2 separate regions of the Cyprinus carpio genome follow, and region 1 is linked to region 2. Evidence: chromatin contacts called from public Hi-C data. All regions are on one chromosome and are shown on one strand. Each heading gives the region's core, a stretch centred on a gene start, on an enhancer-like site or on the middle of the called end of the contact. The rest is flanking DNA. Distances are from core to core; before and after follow the strand shown. Region 1 overlaps LOC109050005 (RNA-binding Raly-like protein). Region 2 holds the start of LOC122142242 (ribosomal biogenesis factor-like).

The links. Hi-C and Micro-C count contacts between places; a contact is called where the count stands out from the background.
Region 1: a contact with region 2 is called in a Hi-C map of liver, with 4 times the contacts expected there. The contact joins the enhancer-like site here to the promoter of LOC122142242 in region 2. A contact is called at or near these places in 3 of 8 Hi-C or Micro-C datasets (liver and red blood cells).

Annotation. Positions count from the first base shown.
Region 1 is chrB24:19,168,661-19,173,224 of ASM1834038v1, reverse strand. All of the region lies in intron 2 of LOC109050005 (RNA-binding Raly-like protein), which reads left to right. Among protein-coding and RNA genes, the nearest start is that of LOC122142243, 33 kb to the right of the region's middle. Within about 2 kb of position 1,299, at least 5 of the 8 cell types and tissues checked have an H3K27ac peak or open chromatin away from gene starts, as enhancers often do. A contact at or near this core is called in liver, where this site is marked.
Region 2 is chrB24:19,135,361-19,140,049 of ASM1834038v1, reverse strand. LOC122142242 (ribosomal biogenesis factor-like) reads right to left here and starts at 2,260. Exons shown (of 1, transcript XM_042752168.1): 1 at 1,771-2,260. The coding sequence starts at 1,971. The coding sequence ends at 1,771. It overlaps ca2 (carbonic anhydrase 2), which reads left to right and starts at 3,132. Exons shown (of 7, transcript XM_042752128.1): 1 at 3,132-3,520; 2 at 4,561-4,689. The coding sequence starts at 3,487. It overlaps LOC122142243 (a long non-coding RNA gene), which reads right to left and starts at 1,735. Exons shown (of 2, transcript XR_006158469.1): 1 at 1,647-1,735; 2 at 1,004-1,407.

The sequences.
Region 1 (4,564 bases), core at 50-2,549, 34 kb before region 2:
CCTTATTCTGAGAAACTCAGATGAGATATTTGATCTGAGGCCACAGACATTTTGTTAGATTTGCCAGGGATTGTTCCTTTTTGCTTTGTTGAACATCTACATAGGCAATTATATATCTGAATATAATTGCATGCAAATATGCTTCCATACTATTAGACATTCTTTTAAACATCTTCAAACTATGTATGAAAAAAGTAAAACTTTTTTGGGGAAATGCAGGTGTAATGATAGCTGCAGTAACCTTTAATTGCATTCCTGCAGTGTATATATATATATATAATTATATTTAAATAATAAAAAAATTATTTTTTTTATATTAAATACACATGAATATTAAATTTAATAAAAAAATTATTTTTAAGTTCTCATGAAAGAAGTAACCTACTACATAGAATATTTAGGAAAAGCGAACAAACGAACGAATAAATGTATGTGAAAAATTAAATGTAATTTTGAATAAATAAATAAATAAATAAATAAATAAAGAGCCAAAATAAAACTAGGTAACATTTTAATGAATTCTGCAATATTTTAATTTTATTTTAATTTTTTTAAACAGTGACCAAAATAAATAAATAAATAAATATAAGCTAATTTCTTGGACGGGTTACGCAGCATAGGCTATTAGTGTTTTGCATAAACTATACTTTAATGGGTATAAAGTATATAATAGTCGTCAGGTATTATTTTAACGTCATAATATCAAAATAGGTGCATTCGAACTACACTTGATACTAGGCTACTTTAAACTAAAATAGGTCTACAATGTACAGTCTATATAATCGGCAGGCGTTATTACTTTAAACGTCCATATATAATCTATAATCTAAATATGTGCATACAAATACTGTAAATTGGCGCTTCTGTTAGCAGAAAATGTTGAAATTACAAATCCTACCATAGCGAAGGTCTATGAATATTAATGAGAACGTCTTGACGTTCCGTAGTAACCTTCCAATGAAGAAGACCTTGATCTTGAATATTAATCATTAGTGCTGACGTCGCGTGGTTGACGTCCAATTGCTAACGACTGGGTTATGAATATTAAACAAAAAACCACCACAGTAGTAACAACATCAAATAAACAAAAAAAAAAGAAAAGCGCCCCTTTGTAGACCTCGGTAGTGGTAGCGTCTGCTGTGATAGTGGGTTTCGTTTTCTCTCCTTCGGAAAAACAGATCTGTTTGTACGGAATCGCGGCTGAGGTTCGGAGGTTCGGTCTTTTCTTCCAGCGCGCGAGCAGGATTCTCAAGCCGTCAAACTGGAGCCCTACAGAATGACGATGTTTAAAGGGAAACGTCGAAATCACCGGTGTGAGTTTACGACCATCAGTGTAACTTTGAGAATGTGTTGTTTTGCATTCAGTGCATTTCGCACTATTTGCATAAGCTCGCAGTTAGTCATAGAAAGCATAATAGTAAAGAACTATAGCCTGTCTTTGTATCGTTTCCATGTCCTTTCTGTCAGTCTCATTGCATGTTGACAAATAGTCAGTATTGTGCATGAGTAGTGATACACATGTCTACAGGCTCCTGTCATATCTATATCTGAAAGACAAGACATCATCATAATGCTGAATCCATTACTGAAGTGGTTTGATATGTGAATTTGCAACCCTTGGCAATTCTATTATGTGTTATTGCAGTATGATGGTTGTGTTTTGATATTTTGGCCATTCGGAGCTGAAATGATCCATCTTGACCAAATGGACTGTGTCATTGTTCTCATCTAATGTTACACTGAGCCAGAATCAATTGAGAAACTTAACTTCCACCAGAGACAGGTTTCTTTTAATGGTACTTTCATGACCATTGTCCTCCTCTTCTTCCTCCTCCTCCTCCTCCTCCTCATCATGGCAGATTGGTGCAGGTAGTCCATTAGCAGCAACTAAACTTGAGATGCATGTTAAACAATGACATTGTGCACATAAAAATGTGTTATGAACAGAGATATTGTAGTTAACTAAAACTAAAACCATAAAATAAATGTGAACTGAACTAAAATTGAAACAAAAATGAAAATAAACTATATTAGACATATTTAAAAATAAAATGTTGGCTAAAAATGTAACCACATTTATAATTAAAATTGAAAATAATAAAAATGAATTCAAAATATTAATACAAAACTATAATGCTATATATGTGTTAACATAATAACACTGATTATGATGTTATGATTCTTATGTTTTTTAAAAGAAATTTGCCAAACTTTGGGACCAAACTGTCACACTTTGGGACCATTTAAAATTAATTTTTAAAAACAAACTGTCACACTTTGGGACCATTTAAAATTAATTTTTAAAAAAAAATAAAAACAAACACATAAAAACACAAACTGTCACACTTTGGGACCATTTAAAATAAACTTTTAAAAATAATGAAAAACTAGCATATTCTTATACACTGAAAAACATTGGTGCTAAAACAATTTTCACACAGAAATTGTTAGTAGATTTCACAATTATTTACAAGGAAACAGCCAGTAACACAATGAATTAAATGTAAAATTTTAAAGTGGAAAAATATAAACTTGAAAAAAAATTACTTTAAGACAAAAAAACATCTTACGTAAAACATACTCTTAATAATCTTTTTTTACTGTGTAAATTTGAACCTACAGTACATGATCTTGTGATAAAACTCAAATTCTTTTTATATTTTTATAGAGTATTACTTCAATTTGAGCAAGACCATTTGAATGTTAATGTGACCGTATTTGACATCCTAAAACAGACCGGTAACCGTATTCACATCCCCACACTACAACACAACCATACATAAACTAAGAAAACCATAATAACACCAAAAAAACCACAACACAAAAAAAGTAGAAATTTCTACATTTATGAACAGCCCCACACTACTTTGCATCCCTCTTGACATTCAGATGTGCAAATTAAGACAATGATCTAGGGTTGTTGTTTCTGCTCAGTTACTAATAATAGAGAGATTTCATTGTGCTATTTTTATTAGGAAATCTTTATGAAACCTCCAAGTTCAGACTAACAGTTCCTTCGGGGCCTGTTGTCTATTGTGTGATAACCCTGTCAGTGCAAGTTTATAGATCTCAGAGCCACCATGCACATCTGACGGATGGATTTGACCTGGTCATCCCACTGGGCTGTGAGTGTGACGGTGATGAGTGTGGACTTTGTCCCAACCAACAGCTGTTGAAATTTCACAAGAATTCCTTGTAGTTGCATGTCCTCTGGCCTCAAACGAAATTTCTATACACAGACAGCCAAAATTGCATGGTAAAGTAATGCTTCTATTCATATACTGAACTTTTAATCCAAACCAAACTCCCCTGCACATGTAAATATTCAATAGTATTAGAGCTGTCATCATCAATTAATCGTGTAATACATTGCATCCTGCTCTGGTCTTGTAAATTCCCTAAGCCCAGCTGTTGTACCTGTTGGTGCCATTAAATTCCAGCTAGGTGTATGGCAGATGGATTAATTCAATAGTGACAGGAAAACAAAGACAGTTTCTTAGGAGACACAGAATGAGTGGAAAAGCTTTATGAGACACGAATACTTCAAAAAATGAAGTATCCTTGGGTTGTAAATGTAAAAAGAATGTGCTCTCCCGAGATAAAACATGTGCTTTCTTTCACTGCGTCTGCAATTCTTGTTCTTAATTTTGTGGAAATCCTAGCCAATCAGAATGTAGGCTATTTAGAATAATAGGCACAATGCAAGGGGCCTTGATCGGTTTGTAGTTCAAATACAGTGTTTTTTTTTTTCTTCTAAATTGCACCATTATAAAATGTTACGCTCTTCCACAAAACTGGCAGCTAGAAAAATTAACCATTAAAGATATTACAGATACTGTACAGTATGTACAATTTTGGTGACTTTATATTTTACAGTCTATTTATATCATTAAAAAATTATATGAATGGCAAGCTAATTGAATGACTTAAATCTGCCTTGTACCTTATTATTTAAAGTACTTAAAAATGATATTTTCAGATGTAATTTAATATGCAGGTTGTTAATAATATATTATTATTCATACTAATATTTATTAATATTTTAAATCAGCTTTTTTTCATTTCATCTTAATTTTACTTTGCGTTTTAGAAATTTTATGAACTTTTGTTTTTAAAATATTTCTATTTAGCTTCAGTTTATTTATATTTCAGTTTTATTTATTTTCTTTTCTTAATTTTAAAAATTGTAAAAATCAGGAAAATTGCAGTGGTTGTCAATAAATATCTTTTTTTTCTGTATATGTTAATTTTATAATAAAACAAAACAATATTTTTTTATCCTAACCCTAACATTTTAACATTTCTTTTTCCTATGTGTCACAAGTCTTTAAAGCCAAGCTAGACTATGAATACTGTGGTTTAGTTCTAAAATCTCTTGCTGATCTTTGGTTCAAAGTGTGGTAACAGGATTTTTTTAGGATGAGTACTTTACCGTAACTGATTTCGTGCAAAGGAAATTTCTTCAGACAGATTATCATCAAAAGGCATGATCGCCTCATATGGCCGGATTACCAGAGCTAACGTGCACTGGAGATGTTTATGTTTGCTTTAGCTGCTCACATCT
Region 2 (4,689 bases), core at 1,011-3,510:
TGCAGTGAAGAACCATTTTGTGTTCCCAAAGAACAGTTCATAAAAGAACCATTTTTTTTTCTTCTTGTAAAAATATTACATCATCTAAATAACCTTTTTCCACTATAGAGAACCTTGTTGTTCCATGGATGTTAATGGTTCTTCATAGAGAACCATAAAAAACTTTTTTTTAAGAGTGTATTATAGGAAGGTTTTATTTTTATTTTTTATTTAAATAAAAAACACTGGGCTTGCTGTTAATGTAGTGCTATTATTATAAATGTCTGGCCTCTAGTGGTCTTGAGCTGTTATCACAACACATAGGAAATAAAGAAGGAACGTTCACATTAAAAGAACATAAAAACTTAAAATATGCACTGATTGGTGTATTGGTCTAATTGGTGAGCATACTCTTTTATGCTCACCAATTTATCTGATTACAATACAATACAAACAGTAATATTGTGTAATATTATTACACTACAAAATAACTTATCTATTTTCCATAAGCTGAATTCTAAGAAGCTATTACTCCAGTTTTTTTGATGAATAGAAAGTTTACAACAGCATTTATTTAAAACAGAAATCAGTATAGATTACACACATATATAGTCACTTTTGATCAATTTGATCCATCTTTTCTAAAAGTATTCATTTCTTTTTTTTATGTACTAATTCATATAATCTACTCGCATACACAAATGTCTCATTCATCATTCATGTTCACTTTTCTGTGATCATAAACCAGCACAAAGGACTCAAAATAAATTTTGCATACAGGAATTGAAGTAGAACTTTGCTCTAAAATAAAAATGAATTCACTTCTATTTGAATCATATGGGTTTGGAACAACACATGAATGAGTAAACTACACATTTTTTATTTGTGCCTGAACTACCAACTTGTGTTTCCAAAAACCTACCTCTTTCCACTGGGTCACAAGTTCAAACATTGATCCGAACAATATATAAAGCCTGCTACAGCTGACTCAATACAACAGAAGCACAACTCATTACAAAACAGCTCTGATCGAATTCAGTCTTTAATGACTTTGTTCTTTATGCTTCAGCAAGCATAGACAATATTCCAATCCAAAAAAAATCAGTGCTATAGGAAAACTTACTAATGTATTTTTGGACATTAAGCTTGTGTGATCAGCATGCACTGCTGCAAAGTGCATTTACAAAACCAGTCCTACGAGGGCACTAGAAATAATGCAAAAAAAAAAATTACCTACACAGGGATATTCATGTAATAAATAATATAGCTGATCAGCAGTTATTATGAACTGTTTTTGTTTGAGAATTTTGGTATGACGTGTCTGTGATTAGTCCATGTTCAGCATGTTAAAATGGGCTTCTACAGTTGAGAGAAAAGCTGGGCAGCATTATCCACATTGACAGCTTCCCGTGGAGCTTCTCTGACCACCTGAAACACACAGTTTACATGTGACGTGACGGTCAACATTACAGCACAAAAAAATATTTGGACACACGAGGCATGAAATGTCATTGCATTTGATAACAAAACATGACAGTGGCATTCAGAGACAAAGCACAAAAACACTTCATGCAAAACATTTTATAAGAAGTCAAGTTGCAGAATGTATTTGGACATTGCTTACCATTTAAAGCTGCAAATAAGAGAATAAAACAGGAAAAACTGACCTTCTGTGCTTTTTTGGGTTCACTGGATGTTGATTTTGATATACTTTTGACATCTCTCTACATCTCTGAAAACATCATATAAAATCTCCACACTTTCACATCTCAAAAAGTTTATCATCTGTAAGAATAACAACGACTTGTTTATATTCCAAATCTCTAACACTGTGTGCAGTCCTAATGGCGCGTTACTGATGTAAACAAAACTTGAACTCACGTGTTTCAAAGAGGTCTTGACGGGTTTCGCTTTGGTCTTGGGTTTTGACTGTTTGTTCGCAACCTGAAATACATTCTGTTGCTTTTTACCTCTCTGTTTGTTTTTGGCCATTTCCCCAGTAGACTTTCTAATGAGAACTCAACTCAAGCCGCAATGTGGACGTCTAAAGTAACGTTAAACGACTGATCTAAAGGCAGACAGAGAACAGTATGTGGCTATATCACGCTTAGATGACACTCGATTCCAAACTAAACGTGTCAAACAACACAAATACAACTACATGTAAAAACGTCGCATCAAAGCGTAGTTTTAACTAACAACATGCTGTGACTGTGCTTTTTCTTCACTGTGCAGTTGAATCCGCGCCATCTAGTGGTGTGGAGAGTACGCGAAACGTTAAATAAGGTCACGACAACTGATCCAGGCACGACTGACTGTATTAAAAAAAAGGGAAGAAAAAAAAAATGTTGGAACAACGTATTTTGCACTTTATTTGTCAATTCAACTCTATAATTAGTAAAACTATACACACACACATATATGTATTGCCTATACAAAATGTATACATTTATATTAGGTTTACACATATACTTACAAAATAAATCTGAAAGCTACATTGGCCCTTCTTTATTTGTGAATTTAAACATGCATTTACTCATTTTTTTTTTGTTCATTTTGCGGTCAATATTAGTTTCAACACTCGACCACCAGATGGCAATCAATCACTTTATATTGCAAGTTCAGATTCAAGTACATTGAGCTTCACAAATTCAGAACACATATAAAAATAAAGAATCAAAAAAAATATCAAAAGAAATTACAAGAAATATCTAAAAAAAAAAAAAAAAAAAAAAAAACACTAAAATTTGGTTTCAGTATCGGCAGAAATTATAAGCTATATGTATCCTGCAATGTTTATATTAAAATCTACAAAGTTTTTTTATTTTTATTTTATACCCTATTATTTATTTTTGAGCCAATAATAATTAGTAAACATAATAATTATAATAGGCTAGTAATAATAATAATAACATGACACAGATTGCTCTGGCTAGTGTATCTATTGGTGATATACACATGGGCATATTAAAAGATTATGTTCATAGTACTACATTCATTATGAGTAAGGTAGCCCGTTTAAAAAAAAAAAAACATATTTCCATATATATATGCTCATATATATATATGTCTTCAGTTATGGGCTCGTTCTTTGTAAAGCGTCAAATGCCAGCTAAGCAGAGTGTTGCGCAAATCCGCCATTCATTCGCTGTGCTAGTGATGAATCATTACAGCACTCATTGTCATTATTACTAGCCTTTGTCACTCTACGTCAACAGAACCAGCGCGCCACAAGTATCTGATTACGCAATCACAGAATGGAAAAAATGCAAGAATGTAGCAGCAGATCATAGAAGAGGAATCCCGCATTCCGAGAGAGACACGGATTGAGAGCGCGCGGTATCGATCGATCTCTCTGTAGCTCCTCCTGCTGCTGATCACACCTAATGTACGGTCATGTGGGCGAACAGCGTCCAGAAAGCCGCTATATAAACCTCCAGCTCATCTGTCCGAGGACACTGACACTGCTTCAGGACGCTTGGAGACTCTTGCGGCGCAGCTGTCATAATGTCCAACGAATGGGGATACGCAGACCATAACGGTAAGACCCCCCATGTAATAATGCTTTGAATAATTCATACGTGTTTTCATAGCATATGTCAATATGAAATCTATCACAGATTCTCTTTTTTCCCCATCATTATCTGCATTTGCCCTCTTTGCAACTAAGACATGTTCACCTTGGCTACTGCAAAGTCAGCACCATCAGTGACAAGTGCAAAATGTACAGATTTTACAAATGTTATGTGCATAACTATGCATTTGAATTTGTATTTTTGTGTCAACTGTATGTACTTTTTTCTTCACACGAATGTGGATTTTTATTTCATACCAAACGCAGAAAATACCTTAATTTAATTAATTAAAATGCATTTTTCATTCCATTAAAATGCACATATAATAATAATAATTACTATTATTCCAAAGATATAATTAAATATAATTCCTTTTTTGTACATTTTGTTTGAACATAAATACATTATTATTATTATTATTAAAGGCAATGATGTAAGGACATTTTTTGTTCTTCGCACAATTGTGGATTTTTATTTGATTCTAAATACAGATAATACCATGGACACTGCAGTTCAAATGCATGTTTTAAATGCACATAAATATATTTTATATTATTGTTATTATTATAGTTATTAAAGGCAGAGATGTAAGGATAATTTTTCTTCTTTAAATAACTGTGGATTTTTATTTAATCCCAAATGCAGAAAATACCTTAGACGCTGCAAATCAAATGTTTTTTTTTTAAATTTATTAATGTAATTAATTAACTATTTAAAATATAGGCTACCATTAGTTTGTGTGTGTGTGTGTGTGTGTGTGTGTGTGTGTGTGTGTGTGTGTGTGTGTGTGTGTGTGTGTGTGTGTGTACATTTAGTCTCAGATGCATTTTTTTTTAACATAAAGGCATATATAATATTTGTATTTTATTTTATTTTGCTTTAAAGGCAAGGATGTAGCTACTGTCAAATGTGCAGAAAGTGGTCTTTAAAATACAATTTTATGTGCTGTAAATGCTTTTTGTCCCAGATGCATATTGTTTAACCTTTGCATCACCTTCCACTGCAGGACCTGAGAAATGGTGTGAAAACTTCCCCATTGCTAATGGACCTCGCCAGTCTCCAATAGACATTCAACACAGTGGAGCATCTTATGATGAATCACTGAAACCGCTTAATCTGCAGTACGACCCCTCCA